Linked DNA regions of Mus musculus: all the other regions are linked to region 1. A link is a contact called in public Hi-C, HiChIP or PLAC-seq, Micro-C and promoter capture Hi-C data. All regions are on one chromosome and are shown on one strand. The core of a region is the stretch at or near the end of the contact, and the rest is flanking DNA. Distances in the headings are between cores, read along the strand shown.

Region 1 (2,962 bases), core at 324-2,823:
TCCATATGTCTTTCACATGACTAATTATAGTCATACCTCAGAGTTCTACCTCAGAGTTCTCAAGCGTTCACTGGAATGGCTTGCTTTCTGACGTGACTTCATGTCCATTTTTTAAAAATATTGCATTGAAATTAATATTTTTTTTAAAAAAATCAAAGAAATTACATAAGTGCTATGGGGTTGGGGTAGATTCAGATAGACTGTTATCAAAATAAGCAACCAATCAATCAATTTCTCCACCTTCTAAACGGCACTGAAACAACACCCTTGATTGATGCAATTTGTGAATCTATTTCCAATCATGGCATTTCATTAAGAAGCAGATGACGAAAAAGTCATCTCAGTTAATGGGATGGAAGTTCACCCAAGCAAAATATGCAACGATGATTGCTTTGTATCATCTTGTAGCACGCACTTGGGAAAAAATTTTTATTCCAAGAATCCTGCAAAGTTGAAGGGCTGTTTTCGTGGTTTGAAGCAAGCTGAAGACCATCTAGGCAGAGAGTTTGGGGAGAAACATGACTGAATAGCCTCCAATGGGGTCTTAATGTGATGACTTTCTATGCTTAGCCGGGTGCCTTGAAATCACTATAGTTCTTATTGAAGCTGGTAATGACAGAGGCAGCGTGTCAACTTTACTGAAGTCTAGCAAGCTAAGGTTAGAGAACTGTCATCAATTGTTCCAGATGACAGTTTTCTTTCTTCCTCTCTATTTTCCCTCGCCCCCCCCCCGCCCCCAAGCCATTGTTGTTTTTCCTCCCATCCCTGTTCGAAAGGCAACGGTGGCATCTTGAAAGCAGTCTACACATTACCACTGAGACGCAGGAGAGGAATAACTGACACTTGTTGGCGTCGATGACTTTGAGTGACACGTGTGCCTGTGGTGACCAGAGCCGGGGGCAGTCTAGAGGAACGTTCGGGCTATCAAAGCAGGAGGAAAGGCCCCCAGAAGTGGGCGCACGTGACAGCAGCAGCCACCTCGAGAGTGACATCATCTCGGGGGGCGGAGCCAAACTCTTTAGGGCCTTGTCAGCTATTGAGCTTCCTCTCCTCTTCCTTACCAAATGCCTTCGACCCCACCAGTCCAAGCCCCCTGAGGAAACCAGAAATGCCTACACGTCCTGCAGCGCCAGGGCCCCCTCTGTCAGCGCGGAGCCGGGGTTCACCACCACCAGCTCTCGCAACGCCTCCCCGCCCCCAGGCCGTGGAGGGGCGGGGGGCGGGGGCGCGCGCGCTCCACCACGCACGCGCCCCCACGCACGCGCTCTCCCTCCGCGCTCGCGCTCCTCCCCAACCCGGCCCGGAGGGGGCGGGGCTGCGGGCGGCCTCCGAGGGTGCGACGCCCCCGGCGCGGCGGCGGCGCTAGAGAGCGGCCTGCCGGGCGCGGGTTGCTGGGCGCGCGCTGCTCCGGCGGGGCCCGCTGGCCACAGCCGCCTCGCGCCAGCCGCCCGCCCGCCCAGCGCGGCCAGCTGCGAGCGCCGCTAGCGCGGGGCCCCAGGCGGCAGGCGCCGCGCTCCCTCCGCCGCCCCGCGCGCCTCCTCGGGCGGCCCCGCCCCCGTTCCCATCCCCCTCGCGCTCACCTCCCGGCTGTGCCGCGCGCGAGGCGGAGCGAGGCGCCCGCCGCCGCCGCGGTGCTGAGGGGCGAGCCTGTCCCCCCCGCGCCGCCGCTGACAGGAGGACCGCAGCGGGCTGCCAGCGCTCGCCGGCCGCGAGGCCCCGCCGAGCCCGACTGAGGTGCGGATCCTCCGTGGGGCGTCCGCGGGCGGCGCGGTCCTCACCGGAGACCACTGGCACGCGGGCTTGACCCCGAGGTGCGCCGCGCCCCTTAGAACGGCAGGTAAGGGCTGGGCGAGCAGGGAAGAAGGGTCGGTGAGGGTGAGGTGACAGGGGCGTTCGCTTGCGACGCCTCAGCTGCGGGGGCTGGGGCGAGCAGGGAGACTGGGAAACGGACAGTGAAGTGCCTCCGGTGTCGAAGGCGTGGGGAAGGCAGGCTGCCTCCGAATGAATGTGGGACCGAGGGCGGCTTCGGAGGGCTCCGGGGTCTACCACTTGGTTGTCACCGAGGTTGGTCTTGGTATTTGGTACCTGGAGGGTCTTTGGATGACGGGGACCGGGATGAGATGCGAGGCAGATTGCTAAACGTGGCAAGGAATGTGGTGCAGAACGAGTTGCAAAATGTGTCCCTGAATGCAGCATAAAAGTAGTTGTGAAATGTGCCAGGTAAAGGCACAGGATGGGCTGGCCTCTGTGGCGTAGAAATGCATGGTAGAAGTGTTATTAGGAACATGAATAATTCCTTTGGGGAAGGAGGTGTACTATAATAAAAGACTAATGGGGCTTTTGCTACATATTCTGTCGTAGGAGATCGAGAGGAGCTGCGATTTTTGACATGGGGAAAGTACCCACGTGAAAGCAAAAAAAAAAAAAAAAAAAAAAGATTGTCTGATTGTGAGATGGGAAAGGAAAAAAATGGGGCTAAAATGATTTCAGATTTTGTCATCAACATGTAGAGCATCCATGCAATTGTAGCCTGTCTCTCTATTCCAGGTGTGGAATGTTTAAAATGTTTCCCAGAAAACATAAACAATGGTCATTAGCATTAGGAAAAGATTGGATGTCTTTCACTCTCTCCTCTGCTCCTCTCAAGGAAAAAAGAAAAAAAAGAAAAACACAAACAACAAAAAAAGACAAACAAGCCAAGCACCCTGACTGTAATTGTGTGTTCAGGATCGTTAGGCAAAGGGAACGATTTTTCATGTGTCCCTGCCTTGGCTTTTTTACAGGTGAAAATAAGTGGAACAAGGAAAACAGAACAATATGGTGAACAAAAGGGATAAATTTTCAGGCATTTTGAAGGGTTGGAGCCAAAAGCTATGGCAGTGGCTAATTACAGAGCCTGGCAATAGTGGAATATTCTGGTATGTTTTAGCTCTTGAGATGGGATGGTGAGATAAGATAAAAA
Region 2 (2,962 bases), core at 260-2,759, 490 kb after region 1:
AAAAAGTTCCAGGACAGTCTAGGTTAGAGACTCTGTCTCAAACAACAAACACCTCGTACACACACACACACACACACACACACACACACACACACGAGAGAGAGAGAGAGAGAGAGAGAGAGAGAGAGAGAGAGAGAGAGAGGACAATAAAGTTAATAGTATGGGTTGAGAGTGGGGATGAAGAAAAAGAATTGCGTAAGACACTCCTTAAGAGATCTGATACTCCAAAGCCACCTCCTAAGGTAAGTGTTTCTAAATGACAACTGAAAATGGCATCAGATTTTTCTGGAATCTGAAATATGTCATTGGAACTGTCTCCAGAGAAAGGGAAGCCACACTAACTGTGGTAGAGTTGGAATCTTAAGACTGGGTGTATGAATTATTGAAACAATGGAGGTTGAAAAAGTTAATCACAATGCTCTTTTGAAAGATCACACAGCCAGTACAATTGTTTTGAGACAATATTTAGTGGCACAGGAAGCACAAAAGTGTAAGCACACCAGAAAACAATATGAAGTTATTTTTTGTCTAACGTTGCATATCTAGGTAGGAAATAGATAAAACTATCTTCAGGGTAGGGCTTTTCTTTCTGTTTTCCTGCACTTTTAAGTTTTCTTTTAAAAACGTGTCTCGCTTTTATAATTCTAAGAGCAAAACTTGTCCAAAAGCAACTCTAGCAGAACTCAGAATGTGGGGACCCACATTCCAGCACTAGCCTAGCCTTTGAAGACGGAGTATCAGGTGTGGCCTCGGAGGTCTGAGACCCAGGGGGATGAGAGAAGTAACAAGACCATCCCCCTGCCTGTAAGCCGAGGCTACTCAGGGTATCGCGCAGCTCAAGTAGCCTGAAAGCATCGAGCCAAACCTTCCCTGCCCAATCCGCGCCAGACACTTTGCCCCAGCAGGGGCCGGACACCTCAGCACCTCGAGGTCGCCAACAACCGACAACCATAGGGCCGAAGGTTTTCTTTTTCTGAGGGCCTCTACAGAAGACGACTTTGCAAGGCGCCAGGCCGGGGTAGCCGCCGAGGGGAACGGCGCCAGCCCGCGCGCCCGCCGAGGGTTCCGCAACTGAGCAGAGGGTTGTGGGCGGAGCCTCAAGCCGGAGCAGTGATTGGAGCAGCCCACACCTTGGCCAGAGAGGCTGAGAGCGCCAGCTAGCGACACTCCGCGGCGGGTACTCAGCGCTCTCTCCGTGATTGGCTAGGCGCGAGAGGACGGGCGCTGTCTCAGTGATTGGCAGGCTCTAGCCAGCCCTCGGAAATCGCCTTGACTTCGCCCATTGGCATCCTGTGAGAGTAGGCGGGATTGGTCCGTCGTGATTAGCTGGCGGATGAGAGTGAGGGCGTTGGGAGAGAGCGGGGAGGAGGAGGCGGGAGTATCTGACTTCCTCCTGGTTATTGGCTGGTAATGAGAGTGGGGGTAGTGCCAAGGCCCAGCGGCTGCATGCGATTGGCAGATGCTGGCATGAGTGACAGGCTGCAAGGCTTGCTGCGCGCCCAGCGGTTTGTTTTTCGGAGCGTTCCTGAGGTGGAGAACAGTGGCCGGTCGGAGCGTCTTCTGGACTTCAGGACTCGCAGGCGGCCCGGTCGAGTGGCGCCGCCGAGGCCGGGTTGGGCCGAGCCTGGGAGCGCCGGGGATGTAGCGGGCCAACCTGCTCATGCCACAGCGCCCGGCCGCGGCCGGAGCCGGAGCCTGGGGAGGCGGCGGGGGCCCCGAGCGCAGCCCACGGCCCCCGCGCGGAGCCAGGCCCGCTGCCGTCCCCGCCGCCCGCTCCCCCGGCATGCAGCCCCGGCTGCGGAGGTGACACTTCTGGGCTGTAGTCGCCACCGCCGCCTCCGCCATCGCCACCATGGGTGAGTACCGCCACCGCCCCGGCCTGTGCCCGCGCTGCTTCGCGACGCCCCGCCCCAGGCTGAGGGGAGGAGGACCCTGGGCCGCCGCCTGACAAGGCATGGACAGTTCGCCGGGCCCGGGGCTGAGGATCGCGGACCGCTCGCCTCTCCGCGGTGCCTCGATCGGGGCGCCGTTCTGGCTACCTCCGGGGGTGCCCTACCGGCCAAACCCACTCGGCAACTCTCTTTCCGGGCATGCGGCCGGCGTATCCCGGGGAGGGGTCTGCGGGACCGAGGCCCGTCGGGCGGCCCACTGCGGTCCCCAGCGAGCTGGCGCGCGAGCTTGAGGGTGGGGGAGCCGGAGCTCAGTGTGGGGCCGGGGCTGGAGCCTGGTGCAGGCCCAGCTGCTGTTGTGTCTTTTCCTTGATTTGCTTTTTTTTTTTTTTTTTTTTCCTGCCTGTGTCATTTCCTTCCCTTTGCTCACACAGGCTGGCCTGTGAGTTCCCGGGGCTTTGCTCTGGAGCTCTGTGCGCTCTCCTGCGCGGGGGAGGGGGACGCGGGGGGAGGGTATGCGGGGCATCCACTGCGACGCTATTCGACGCGGATCCCTGTTAGCAATAGCAGGCTTGAGAAATGCGAGCTGCGCTCCTCGCAGATTACTGGAAGTTAAGAATCCTTGAGCGCTGAGGGTTATAACTCAAACCCTACTTTTGGAAAAACCCGGCTTTTATATTTATCCTGCGCTACCCCTGCAACTATGTAACTTTTTGAAAGAGGCATTCGGTACATAAAAGGATCACTATGAAATCATTTCCTTTTTGTCAGTATTTGTAATTCTCCTGTGAAGATGTAATCTAAGAAAAGTTTTTTTAATGCCTTCTACAAAATATTTGAGCTGTTTTATATATATTTTGCATAATTTTGGTTCTTTATCAAAAAGTCTTGGACTTAGCTAAGGAATGTGTGACATTTTAAATATATTTTGCTTCCCCAGTTGGGGCAGGTATTGTGATGCTCATTTTCCTGGTCTCAATCAGGTTTTGCAAAAATATTTAGTATTATTCTAAGTCAGAAAGGGGTGAAATTTAGTGAAAGTCTCCTTTGCAGAAGTATTCATTGCTTGTGTG
Region 3 (2,962 bases), core at 229-2,728, 420 kb after region 1:
TCTTCCTAGTTCTAAACAGTTTCTACTCCAGGATCAGATTCTACAGCACTATTGTTTGATACCTCTGAATTATCCCGTGGTGTATTTATTGCTATAATGCCGTTGTTTGTCCTCATTACTAGATGTTAGGTCCATAAGGCTCAACATGCGTCGGGATTACTCTTTGTAATGTGGAGACCAGAAAAATGCTTGAATGAATAAGCAAATGAATGAATGTCTTACTGCGTAAGCCCATGCTACTGACTGGATAGGAAATACTGTCCCCACTTCTCTTCCACAGCCAGCCTGCTCCCCACATTCAGGGACAGCCAAGACATCTCTGCCCCCCCAGGAAACCACACTTGGCAGCCCTCTCATCTCTCAACCACTGTGGCCAAGGTCCCCCACCAGGTATTGTGGCAAGGACACATCCCGCCCAGGACTCTAAGCCTCTCACCTGGACTTCAGTGGAAACCTCACTGAGCCTCCTTGGCCACCCCCTCCACCCCCCCATCCACTTTGTAAAGTTTATATTTCTGCCAGAATATTTGCTTCAAAGGCCTTCAAATTTCCTTCCGAACCTCAGACTTCTTAAAAACGTAGCTGTCCATCAATTAAATCTGGATGTTCAAACTAGCACTGGATGCTGCTTGTCATTTTTTTCTCCTGCATTTTCACCTCCTCCATTGGCCAGTTCAGCCCCTCTGCATTGACACCACCCTTGGGCCTTTTCCGAAGGTGCATGTTTCATTTTGAATGCTTGCTACTAAAATGTGGCTCAAAATTGGTCTTGGGACCCTCTGCAAAGTTCCAAGTCCACCAAGGTGCTTAATGAACTGTGGCCCTTCTTTTCTCCTCTCAGAAAACCCCCCTTTTTTTCAATAAACTTCACCCCACCCCAATTTGCTTTTTCTAAGTGTGTTCATTTTTAATCAGTACACAGACACTTTTACCAGTGGTCACTTGCTAATAGGTGGCGGCCATTTGTGGGCAAGGGGCCTAAGTGCCCCATTGCCACAGTCAGTCCCAGCGGTAAATCCCTGAAGACAGCCTTCAACAAAAAACTATCTGAAGCCCCTAACAACTTCTGCCCTCCTCTGCCTGGAAAACTACTTCAGTATCAAAAGGGGTCCAAAGAGATGCTGAGGTCTCTGTCTATTTGGACATGAGCAGAAGTTCTTCAGAGTATCCCAGGTTCAGGACCCCTGCCCCTCTCTCTAGGATTCAGAGCCCCTTATGGATCAGAATTTGCTCTTGTCCTGACCCCCAACCCCAACCCCAACCCCGTCTGCCTGTCACGTCCCTTGGCTTATTTCAGCACCACGACGCGGACAGCTCCCGGGCGCAAGCCTCGTGGAAGGAGGAGGAGCGCTGAGCCGTGGGAGCGGGAGGACTAGAGAGGGCGGGGAGGGCAGACGCTGGAGGACGGGCGGGGCCCGATAGCCCTCCCCGGGGGCGGCGCCCACCCCAGCCCGACGCTGCTGAGCCCCAGGACTGACGGAGACGCCAGAAGCCAGGGCACCGGTCACTCCCAGCAAGTGGTGTTACAGAAAGATGCCAGTCCGCAGGGGCCACGTTGCTCCCCAAAACACTTACTTGGACACCATCATCCGCAAGTTTGAGGGCCAGAGTAAGTGTGAGGTTTGGGGGTGTGGGGGACTCTCTGCAGTACGGGTTGGATGGCAGGAGCAGCCAAACTCTTCACTAACTTCTGATGGGGTAAAAGAAATGGCAGGGCTGGGGGCTGGGGGGGGGGGTAGATTCTGAATACAAAATCTTTCGTTTTGATGTCCCCAACACCTCCTCCATATGTGCTGTGTCTTGGGCATAATGCCACTCTTCTACCTGCTCACAGCAGTTTTCTTGGTGTTACAAACCCTGGCCTGCCCTCTCAGTCACTGCCCACTTACCCCTCCAGACCATTCATGCCTCTCCTAGAGGTTTGCCTGACTTCCTTCTTTTCACCCACAGAGCAGGTCTGACTCCCTGGTCACAGTCCTGCTTTCTGGTCTGGATCCCAACTATTATTCCAGGAGTTCTGGGGTCTTCCTCCCACTCTACTGACCCTAGCCCCCAAGCTTGGTTCCCACACCCCTACTTTTCTGCTCCCTGCCTCCTTCATGCCCCTCTGTGCTCCCAGAAGGAATGACCTTTCCCCAGGACTCTTGGTTCTTCCACCCTCCCTTGCTCTGTCCTCCACCTCCCTCATTCTGGCCCCTGCCTGCTCCTGTGTATAAATCCCCTCCTTGGCTGCCACCGGTCCCTGTAATCTTTCTCTCCCAACTACCCACTCCTGGCTGCCACGGTCTTCCTACCTTTTTCTTCCCACCCCAGGTCGTAAGTTCCTGATTGCCAATGCACAGATGGAGAACTGTGCCATCATCTACTGCAATGATGGCTTCTGCGAACTCTTCGGCTACTCCCGTGTGGAGGTGATGCAGCGACCCTGTACCTGTGACTTCCTCACTGGCCCGAACACTCCGAGCAGTGCTGTGTCCCGCCTGGCGCAGGCCCTGCTTGGGGCTGAAGAGTGCAAGGTGGACATCCTCTACTATCGCAAGGATGGTGAGACTCAGTTGGGCCAAGGGTCCTGTAGGCTACCTTTCTTGTCTATCATGGAGTGCCCTGGGGGAAGGGTCTGACCTAAGAGCCAAAGAGCCTGGACCACTTCTATCCCCACTCTGGGCCTTGGTTTCCTTAGTATTAGAGAGAAGCAATGAGAATTGCATGTTATGTCTTCTAAGGGACTTGAGATTGGGCTGAGCCAGCTATTGGTACTGGTATAGAACAGCCTCTTGCTCCACTTTCCCTCCCCCACCTCCCAGCTACCTACTCTGTCACTGCCAGCCCCAGCTGTCAAGGATGGAAATTAACCTTCCCTCATCTGCTCTGGGGATTAAGGGAGGAGTCAGCCCCCCAAGGTCTCTCTGGCTAGGCAGTGCATGGGGGCTGCTGGCTGAAAGGAAGAGTGAATCTGGCTCAC
Region 4 (2,962 bases), core at 298-2,797, 350 kb after region 1:
AGGAAGACTGTCAAACAGTCTGCCTTTAGTTCTTGTTGCGGGGGAGGGGGCGTTAGACCAAGATCTCCCTCTGTAGGTCTGCTGGCTTTAAACGTTCAGTCTCCCTGCATCAGGCTCCCACATTCTAGGAACACAGCCTCTTGTCACCACAAGTGACCTAGGTGGTAATTTTAATGTCTGAAATTTCATATTCCCACTTGTACTCTAATTAATTGTGAGGCGATTAGAAAATGGAACGCAAGGCCTGGCATGGCCTTTAATCCCAGCATTCAGATGTCTGTAAGTTCAAGAAACCTGGGCTCTGCCTACCCAGGGACAATGGCAGGGCAGGGCATCTGTGTGCAACTCTACTTCTGGTTCCAGGAGCTCCTCCTACAAGGGGTGGGGTTGGAGCAGTCCAGTATTTTCCTCCCAGATCCAAGTGCTGAGGAGCAATCAAGGTATCTAAGGGAGGTGAGAACACTTTGCTTTTTGTTTTGTTAAGAAGCGGACAGAACTCAGGTATCGGAGATGGGGCTTTTCTTAAAGAAAATTGCCAAGACAAAAAAAGGAAGGGCAACCAAAAGTGTCTGTGACTTGTGGTGCTGCAGCGCCTGTGGAAAGGTGGTAAGGGTAAGAAGAGAAGTGACCGGAAAGGGGGAGGTGGCCTGGCTACCACTCCAGGAGTCAGAGGCGGCAGCAGATCCCTCTCTCCGAGAAGTTCCGCCCCTGAGTCACTTCCAAGGCCAAAGCACGAAGCCAGGCGTTCTGCCAGGATAGGAACTAGTTATCCTGCCCGAGGACGGTGGGATGCGGAAGAAGAGAAAGAGGATCCACCAGGCCCGCACCTGAGCGCAGGGACCGGCCGCGGGGACAGTGGGAGCTCAGTCGTGGCGAATGCAGATTGGTCCACTCCCACCCACTTTGTTCTACAGTACAGCCGCAGGCCCCTGGACTTGAATTCAAGTCACCAGCAGTCCCCATTCTAACTCGGGCAGACGCGGCCCGCGCTCCCCCGGCTGCCTTGCCGGGTGCCAGCAGCACAACACCCGCGTCAGGGGACAAGCCGGGCAGCGCCGGGTCGGTGCGGGCAGGTGCGCGCGGAAGGGCGGCTCGAAGCCCTGCCTCACCTGGCCACAGTCCCCTCCGCCCCTCCGCGCGGAACTCGGCTCCCCACCTCCCCGTCGCCTACCTTGTCCCGCCGCCGCCAGGCCTGCGCGCGTCCACGCGCCGCGCCCCGGACGCTCGGCAGGTTCCACGAGCCTCGGCGCGACGGCGTCGCCATGGAGACGGGGCGGCGGCGGGGAAGCGGTAGCGCGCGCGAGGAGGCGACGGTCACCTGCGCCGGAAGTCCCGCCAGGCGCCGGCACTCGGTAGGGCACCTCGGCTACACCGACCCGCACTCAGGACCCGAACTCCAGCAGCTTCGGGACTGGCTCCGGACTGGCTCGGGACCGGCGTGCGGGGAAGGTTAGCGGCGCGGGTTCGGCGCCCGGGTTCCCGGTCTCTAGCTTCTCGCTCGCTACTCTCCACGCCCAAACCCAGGAGGCCGCTAGGTGTCAGGCCTGGCCTGGGCCCAAGCTCAGCTCCGGGAACCCAGGGTCACCTCTTCCAGCCCTCGTGGGCGGAGATGGCACTTTACACTTTACTGGAAGGCTGGGAATAACCCTGCCCTTCCGCATCTGCACACCAGCCACATTGACCACATAGACACTGTTGTTGATACAGTTTGCCTCCCATTTTTTCCACTCCAGGATACACACACACACACACACACACACACACACACACACACAGAGAGAGAGAGAGAGAGAGAGACAGAGACACCAATCTAAGGGTAAATTGTGTCCTTCCAACTTCTCATTTAAGTCCTAGACCTGGTGTATGCCAAGGTCTGTACTTAAGACTGTTGCCAAGACCAAGGCTGGGAGCTTAGCAGATCCTGGCCCGCTATCCAGGAAATGCTACGAATAGATAAGAGCCTAGCTCAGACTTCCTACAAGCTGGGAACAAAAGGTTCTTTCCTGTTGGATGCCTGGCCAGACTCACGGAGAGGAGGAGAGAAATGGGGTATTTTACCTTGTGAGGCAAAGCATGACTGTGAAGGCAGTCCCTGGAACACCTCAGCATGCTGGGAGCTGCCCACTGGTAGAAGCCAGAATTGGGGCGGGGGCTCCTTCTTAGAGGGTGGGTATGCTGTCTAGTGTACGGTTGAGAGAGAACCAAAAACCGGAATTACCTTATGGTAACTTTTCGTCTGGCAGAAGCTAATGGGCTTTTTAAGGTAAGCAACAGCTTCCTTGGTGGTGCAGGCAATAAATACATGCTTATAAACTAAACATGGCGCTGAGCCATTTCTCATTGTTTGCTGGGTATATTTGGGCTCCTGGGAGGAAAAGGAGGGACCGATTTTGGCAGGATGGAATCTTGTTTAAGTGTTGGTCTTAAAGTGCCTTCCAAGACCCGGGGAGGCTCCTGTTGGGAGAGTCCTTTGTTGGATCATCCCCTACCTCATTCCTTCAAGTCTCCAAGCTGACTGCTTCACAGTGCATTTCCTGACCGCCAGTGTGGCAGTATGGGAAAGACTAGAGTTATGACGACCACACATACACTCACACACACTCACGATGCAGGGAGGGGGTCTCTGAGCGAAAGGCCTTAAGGAGCAAAAAAAGGCACCGAGCAGAATAAATTTTGTCCTCATAACCAGGACGCCAGACCTAAGGCAGACCCACTCCCACCTGGCACATTCTTTCTCCCCAGGGCTACCCAGTGCAGAAAGCTGAGGGGAAAACCAGGATTCCTAGTTACATTTCTATCTTAGAAATTTAGCATGAATAGATCCTAAGCGTTTCTCAAATGTAACCAGGTCTTGTGTGTGTGTGTTTGTGTGTGTGTACGTGCACACGTGTACACACGTGCATCTGTGAGAGGTATTGACTTTTCTCTGTATAACCCTGGCTGTCCTGGAACACACTCTCTG
Region 5 (2,962 bases), core at 269-2,768, 310 kb after region 1:
GATAGTACTCTTGATGTAATTTACATCCAACTGGGTCCTTGAATCATCTCTGCCCTATACCACCATGCCACTTTTTTTTACTTGTTTTTCATTGTTTTCCCAGAGCAGATGGTTACACTGTTTATTCTTTTCAAAATCCTATCACATCTCTTCTGTATTTTGTATTAGTAAGATTAAGCTAGGGGTTGGCGAGATGGCTCAGTGGGTAAGAACACCGACTGCTCTTCTGAAGGTCCAGAGTTCAAATCCCAGCAACCACATGGTGGCTCACAACCATCCATAACAAGATGATGCCCTCTTCTGGAGTGTCTGAAGATAGCTACAGTGTGCTTACATATAATAAATAAATAAATAAATAAATAAATAAATAAATAAATAAATAAAATCTTTAAAAAAAAAAAAAAAAAAAAGATTAAGCTAAAAACAAGATGTGGAACCTGGCATGGTGGTGCACAACCAAAAAACCCAGCCGTGGGGAGGCATAGGCAGGTGGATCTGCATGAGTTTAGGCCATTCTAGTCTATAAAGCCAGTTCTAGGACAGCCAGAACTATATAGAGAAACCCTGAAGAGTCAGGGGGTACACATCTGTAACTCCATGACTTGGGAGACTGAGGCAAGAGACTCACAAGTTTAAAGTCAGCCTGGGATATACAGGAAGGCCCTCAAAAAAAAAGGAGGAGGAAGAGGAGGATAAAGGAAGTGTCTATCTCAGGGAACGTCTGTCATAGAACAGTGTTCTTTGCCACACTGGCCTATGCTCCTGCCTAACAAGGAAGCACTTGATTTTCTTTCAGCATTTCTTCTACCTGTGCTCTTGGTCCTGGTCTGTTGCTCTTTATTTCACTTGTTATTTCTTTTCTCTTCTTAATTCACATCACCCTTTTCCAAATATTTGTAGGTTTATAAATATTTACTTTATCTGATTGACCTTAAAAAGAAAGTCTTCTCACCTGCTTACCAGAAGCTACAGCTCATCCCTTCACATCCCTCAGACCCATCCTCAGCCACCTCTCTTCCTCACTCTCTGTCACTACTCATAATCCAGCTTCTGGGAGTTAGTTATTATATAAATAGAACTTTTACTCACCAGATGTAATTGTTATCTAGGACGCTTACCGATAAATACACTCAATCTTTCTAGTTCTTTCTGAACTCTGGCTAGCTGGTTCAACTTGGCTATTGAGGTAGCCCAAACTCCTCTCCAAACTGATTGATTCAAATTGGCTTCTCTCACTTTCTGACTGAATTGCTCTGCTTGGAAAGATTCCCTCTGAACTCCACAAAATGAACTGCCCCAAACTCAACTCAACTCAAGTCCTCTGAATTGGCACATTCTTTCTCCCTCACTGCTCCTAAGTAGCCTCTCTTTCCTGTCTGTTCTCGTGAGAGTTGGGCAGATCCTATCTATGACTCATTCTGTCAAGTCTTCCTCTGACTTGTTACTTTGTCTTCTCCTCTTAGACATTTCAAACATGCCTGCTTTCTACAAACTAAATTCACCTATATTGTTTGGGATAAAAGGTGTGTGTACTAAGGGTGTGTCTGTATTCCACCAAGGTCATTCTGTAATCCAGAGTGTGTCTGCATTCCAACCAAATCACCTGAGGGTTTTGTTTTTTTCTTTGAATGTAAAAACAAAAGCCTTGCCTCATTTTCTGGGGAAAGTTCTCTGCAGAGGGATGTACAGAGGAACTGGACATCAATAATCTAGGCTGAGTTCCTTGTTCACAGCTCTCTCTATTTTCTTCCCATAGGTGGATCACTTGGATAAGAATGGACAGTGTGCTTTGGTTCATGCTGCTCTGCGAGGTCATCTAGAGGTTGTCAAGTTTCTGATTCAGTGTGACTGGACAATGGCTGGCCAGCAGCAAGGAGTGTTTAAGAAGAGCCACGCCATCCAGCAGGCCCTCATTGCTGCAGCCAGCATGGGTTACACTGAGGTAAGAAAAAAAAAAGGACCTAAGAAACTGTGGGGCAAAGACTTGAATGATGCAAAATTGCCAGCCACACTGGTGAAAAGTTTTTAATCACTTTTGTGATGAACAGGGGATTAAACTCCACAATACTCTAATACTACGTACCTAGAATTATGTGCGTGGAAAAACTTAAGAGTCAGAAAAGAGTTTGGAAAAAAAAAAAAAGAAAAGAGTTTGGAAATTGTCACAGCTTCTCCCACACTTTCTGTGACACTAAAACACAGAGGAGTTACTGACCTGTAGACATATGGTCAGACATTTTGGGACAAGAAGGATGCACCCCACAGAACCTCAGAATGGTTGATTTTGGTCCAAGATGGTACAGTTTTCTTACTGCCTTAGAACCCTAGTCTTCATCCATAAAGTTACTGAAGTCTTTTTACAAGGCTGCTATGAAGGATGCTCTAAATAATTAATACCATACAGATGGCATTTTCTACATTATTAATAAGTGTGGCAAATTCATGGACTTGGTAGTATTCTGTGAAATGTTAAGTAACTGACAATGAGGAAAGGAAAAGACTATAACCAGGGAGCAGGTACACAGCTGCTTATGCTTATTATAAATTTTACTAATCTAAGGAATGGGCTACACTGTGACAAACAGTGTTCTCAATTGAATGGTTAATTGAGTGTTGGCTTTGGTCAAATATGAATCTGTAGCCAACCTGTGGTTGCAACCTATGATGTAACAAGTAGAATTGCATCTAATTTGCTTTTTCCCAGTAATTTTACGGCCATTGACTCTGATGTTGGATTTACTGTTAACTGTCTCTCACCTGTACTGATTAAAATGAAACGCATTGGGCCGGGCGTGGTGGCGCACGCCTTTAATCCCAGCACTTGGGAGGCAGAGGCAGGCGGATTTCTGAGTTCGAGGCCAACCTGGTCTACAGAGTGAGTTCCAGGATAGCCAGGGCTACACAGAGAAACCCTGTCTCGAAAAAAAACCAAAAAAAAAAAAAAAAAAAAAATGAAACGCAT
Region 6 (2,962 bases), core at 300-2,799, 280 kb before region 1:
GTATCACCAGTCCCGGCAGCAATTGCTCTTAACCACTGAGCCATCTCTCCAGAACCCCCCCCCTCCCCTAAAATGTTTATTTAGAATTCCATGGCCACTGAAACCCTCGGGTTGGCCCAAAAGAGAACTTTATTCCCGTTGGTGTTATGGGAAGCAGGAGGAGGCTTCTCACATTCCTAATATTTTTTTTTCATAGAACAAGCCTTGGTTTTTATTACGTTAAAAAAAGTCTCATATTAATTTTATTTTCTGACTCTATGCTTGTGCTTCAACGTTTCTACAATGATTTTTCCACTCCTCAGTAAGGGATACTATTACGGGGCTTTGAGTCAGCCTAGTTTTGTTAGAGTCTGTATTTTAGGAAAGCTTACCACGGTATGGCAAGTGAGAGCCTCCAAACACCGTCCCTGTAAGAGCAAAAATGATATTTCTAGTATTTCAGTCCTTGCTGCCCCCCCCCACCCCCGAAGTCAAAATTAAATTTAAAGGAATGATGCTTTTCTGAAATGTGTGTGGATGTCTCCAAATACGTTCACTCAGCCATTCATCCCCAGCAGTTATGTGGGTGTCTAACCTGGTATAGAGGCCGGGACTCAGAAATAAGTGATTCTCTGAAATAATACGCTCATAGTTCCCTCCCACACACTGATGGCTCCCAGGAGCCTTGGAGACCTGCCTTCATAGAGTACTGGCGGTTGTTGGGGGCAGATCCTCTCAAGGTTGCCGAGGGCAGCGCTTTGGCGTGGATGTATTTCACCCACGCGTGTCCGGGTCTGAATTCCAATTTTGGCCCGGGGCAGTGGGGTTGGACTGTGCTGGCCTAGAAAATCATTTCCTGCCGTCATCGTCACAGTATCCGTGGTTGTGCAAGTGCCCTCATCGGGAAGGAAGTGGCTGATGGGCTGTTTGTTTTGGCTGGGGGCTCGCAGATGGCCTCTGGGGAGAGGGCCGGGTGAGCTGGGCACAGATCTCAGGGCGCCCCGGGCAGGGACCTGAGCCAGGCCCTCGCGGGTGTGGTAGGCTCCTGGGATGGTCGGGGATGCGGGTCTGGGTCTTTAGTGAAGGAGCTGATCCTGAGAGTAGCAAAGAGAGTCTCTGCTTTTGTGGACTCTAGGTGGCTCTAGGCTTTGTCATGGAAGATGAAGCCTGGGAAGGGACAGGCTGAAAAGGCATTGGTGATGCTTGGTCATGAGAAGACAAAAGCCATCAGGGTGGGCCGAATGATCTCCAGCCTCCCCCCCTCCCCCCCGTTTTGTTTGTGTTTGCCTTTTAGAGGTGTTCGTTTGTGTGTTTGTTTGTTTGTTTGTTTTAATAAAATTGTGTGTGTGTGTGTGTGTGTGTGTGTGTGTGTACACGTGTGCCCGCGAGTGTATGCAGGTACCCTAGGAGATCAGAAGAGAGTATCTATCAGATCCTGTGGCTCTGGAGTTACAGGCTGCCTTACATGGTCACTGGCAAGTGAATTCTGATCCTATGGAAGAGCAATGAGTGCTCTTAACCACTGATCCAGCCTTTGTGTATGTTTTAGAACAGGGTCTTACTCTGTGGCCCCAGCTGGCCTCTTAAGTACCAGTCATCTTGCCTCAAGCCTGCTGAGTGCTGAGACTGCAGACATCTGCCACGACGCCTGGCTAAGATCCAGTCGTCCCAACAAGCCAGGGAGAGAGCCAGGGTGGTGAAGGTTTGTGTTCCCAGAAAACCCCAGGGTTCAAGCCCCACCAAGACCCTTTTCCTGGGCCAGGACTTCAGATCCACCGGAAAGCGCACAGATCTAGGCTTCCCACAGTCTCCAGCAAGGTCTCTTGCATTTAACAGGGAGACGAGAATCTCACGCCTACACTCATTCCCGTCAGGCATCGGATAACACACTTGTCAGCCCACATGTTAAACCAGAAGGAAGGACATGTCTGGAAAAGAAGGAGAGAGGAATCCATCCCGTGGCGACTGCACAGCAAAGGGCAGAGCAGCCTGTGCTGCGGGCAAAGGGTTAGGCAAAAGCACTTGAAGCAATGGGTGGCCCACAGTTTGGACAGGCAGGAACTGATAGCTGCTGAGCAGGAGGAAGGAGAGGAGAGAGGGAAACCCACCTCAGGTTTTTGGTAGGGTGAAGTGGGGTAGGACTGTGTGTCTCGAGGGGAGGGATGGCTCCACCCCCTTGCCCAGAGTCCCTGTGTCTACAACTATATGGGCACAGTCTAGCAGAGGGAATGTAGGGTGAACTGCTGGGTCTCCAGGGCTGACCCCTTAGCAAAGTGGAGCTGGCAGCTTCTGCTGACTCAAGGACATTTCCAGGCTTGACCTTAAGGCCAATTAAAAACAGCTGCTTCTCTTGGCTGGCAGCCCCTGAGCCAGGCTCTGGCTCTCCCTGGAATGACAGCCTCACCTCTCCCTCTATGTGACCTGGGGAGGGGACTAATAAGAGGGATGCTGAAGGACTGAAGGCCACACTGCAATCTTTAGGTCAGATCTCCCCCCCCCCCCACCCCCTAGAGTCACCAGCTCTCCAAGAGCTAAGCCAGATGGTGGCCGGGGCCCCAGTTTCAGATTCCAGTGTCTGGCCTTTGGGCCTGCGGTTCCCCAGCCTGGAACACCCTCCTGTCCTCGCCTCTGCTCCAGCGAGCCTTCAGGATTTCGTAGCACATGCCTTTCGTTCAACAGCGATTTCCTGAGTCTGCTGCTGCATGTCAGGCACCGGGCTCAAATTAGCTCCTCAACCGCTTCCTTCAGCAGCAATGTCTTCAGCTTGTCCTAGAGAGCAGCCGGTTAGCTAAGGGCTCCCACCTCTGGCCCGGTCTGCTCTGGAGGAGTCTGGTAAGCTTCAGGGGCAGCGAGGAGGTTTCTGTGGAGAAATAAAACCCGCCTTGCCACATTGCTTTAAAACCCACTCTCTGTCTGTGCATGGGAATAAGTTTCCATGGTGATAGCCCGGACATCTGAGACATGGAAAGGGTGGACCACCGCT

Evidence for each region. Promoter capture Hi-C pulls out the DNA fragments that hold promoters and counts their contacts. A called contact is a pair of places that touch in the nucleus more often than the background predicts. HiChIP or PLAC-seq counts read pairs in DNA pulled down with a chosen protein or histone mark.
Region 2: a Micro-C map of embryonic stem cells shows a contact between it and region 1, with 7 times the contacts expected there. The contact joins the promoter of Map3k3 here to the promoter of Tanc2 in region 1. A contact is called at or near these places in 6 of 39 promoter capture datasets (the 3T3-L1 cell line, cranial neural crest, hematopoietic stem and progenitor cells and 3 more) and 3 of 484 Hi-C or Micro-C datasets (all in embryonic stem cells).
Region 3: a contact with region 1 is called in a promoter capture Hi-C map of the SN4741 cell line, with 4 times the contacts expected there. The contact joins the promoter of Kcnh6 here to the promoter of Tanc2 in region 1. A contact is called at or near these places in 4 of 39 promoter capture datasets (the 3T3-L1 cell line, the SN4741 cell line, embryonic stem cells and 1 more), 1 of 484 Hi-C or Micro-C datasets (frontal cortex) and 2 of 115 datasets of contacts at active chromatin or transcription factors (astrocytes and embryonic forebrain).
Region 4: a contact with region 1 is called in a Micro-C map of embryonic stem cells, with 3 times the contacts expected there. The contact joins the promoter of Cyb561 here to the promoter of Tanc2 in region 1. A contact is called at or near these places in 7 of 39 promoter capture datasets (the 3T3-L1 cell line, the SN4741 cell line, cranial neural crest and 3 more), 2 of 484 Hi-C or Micro-C datasets (both in embryonic stem cells), 7 of 115 datasets of contacts at active chromatin or transcription factors (craniofacial prominence, embryonic midbrain, embryonic stem cells and 3 more) and 3 of 9 other capture datasets (embryonic stem cells, liver and macrophages).
Region 5: an H3K4me3 HiChIP or PLAC-seq map of embryonic stem cells shows a contact between it and region 1, with 18 read pairs. The contact joins the enhancer-like site here to the promoter of Tanc2 in region 1. A contact is called at or near these places in 14 of 39 promoter capture datasets (the 3T3-L1 cell line, 3T3-L1-derived adipocytes, the C10 cell line and 9 more), 45 of 484 Hi-C or Micro-C datasets (the AML12 cell line, CD4 T cells, DN3 thymocytes and 29 more), 16 of 115 datasets of contacts at active chromatin or transcription factors (bone marrow-derived macrophages, craniofacial prominence, effector CD8 T cells and 12 more) and 4 of 9 other capture datasets (adipose tissue, embryonic stem cells, liver and 1 more).
Region 6: a contact with region 1 is called in a Hi-C map of bone marrow-derived macrophages, with 22 read pairs. The contact joins the enhancer-like site here to the promoter of Tanc2 in region 1. A contact is called at or near these places in 9 of 39 promoter capture datasets (the C10 cell line, the HPC-7 cell line, cranial neural crest and 5 more), 6 of 484 Hi-C or Micro-C datasets (bone marrow-derived macrophages, embryonic stem cells and muscle stem cells), 19 of 115 datasets of contacts at active chromatin or transcription factors (astrocytes, bone marrow-derived macrophages, craniofacial prominence and 13 more) and 2 of 9 other capture datasets (adipose tissue and embryonic stem cells).

The regions. Positions count from the first base shown.
Region 1 is chr11:105,588,413-105,591,374 of GRCm38.p6, forward strand. Tanc2 (tetratricopeptide repeat, ankyrin repeat and coiled-coil containing 2) reads left to right here and starts at 1,574. Exons shown (of 26, transcript NM_181071.3): 1 at 1,574-1,837.
Region 2 is chr11:106,083,078-106,086,039 of GRCm38.p6, forward strand. Map3k3 (mitogen-activated protein kinase kinase kinase 3) reads left to right here and starts at 1,510. Exons shown (of 16, transcript NM_011947.4): 1 at 1,510-1,856. The coding sequence starts at 1,853.
Region 3 is chr11:106,006,670-106,009,631 of GRCm38.p6, forward strand. Kcnh6 (potassium voltage-gated channel, subfamily H (eag-related), member 6) reads left to right here and starts at 1,479. Exons shown (of 13, transcript NM_001037712.2): 1 at 1,479-1,609; 2 at 2,314-2,544. The coding sequence starts at 1,534. It overlaps Ace3 (angiotensin I converting enzyme (peptidyl-dipeptidase A) 3), which reads left to right. Exons shown (of 15, transcript NM_001101453.3): 15 at 281-881. All of the region lies in intron 2 of Gm35971 (a long non-coding RNA gene), which reads right to left.
Region 4 is chr11:105,942,940-105,945,901 of GRCm38.p6, forward strand. Cyb561 (cytochrome b-561) reads right to left here and starts at 1,548. Exons shown (of 6, transcript NM_007805.5): 1 at 1,172-1,548.
Region 5 is chr11:105,897,928-105,900,889 of GRCm38.p6, forward strand. It overlaps Tanc2 (tetratricopeptide repeat, ankyrin repeat and coiled-coil containing 2), which reads left to right. Exons shown (of 26, transcript NM_181071.3): 17 at 1,757-1,942. Among named protein-coding and RNA genes, the nearest start is that of Cyb561, 45 kb to the right of the region's middle. Within about 2 kb of position 1,519, at least 19 of the 459 cell types and tissues checked have an H3K27ac peak or open chromatin away from gene starts, as enhancers often do. A contact at or near this core is called in the HL-1 cell line, embryonic stem cells and extraembryonic endoderm stem cells, where this site is marked.
Region 6 is chr11:105,310,877-105,313,838 of GRCm38.p6, forward strand. The region is part of intron 1 of Mrc2 (mannose receptor, C type 2); the gene reads left to right. Among named protein-coding and RNA genes, the nearest start is that of Mrc2, 20 kb to the left of the region's middle. Within about 2 kb of position 1,550, at least 145 of the 459 cell types and tissues checked have an H3K27ac peak or open chromatin away from gene starts, as enhancers often do. A contact at or near this core is called in the HPC-7 cell line, adipose tissue, bone marrow-derived macrophages and 8 more, where this site is marked.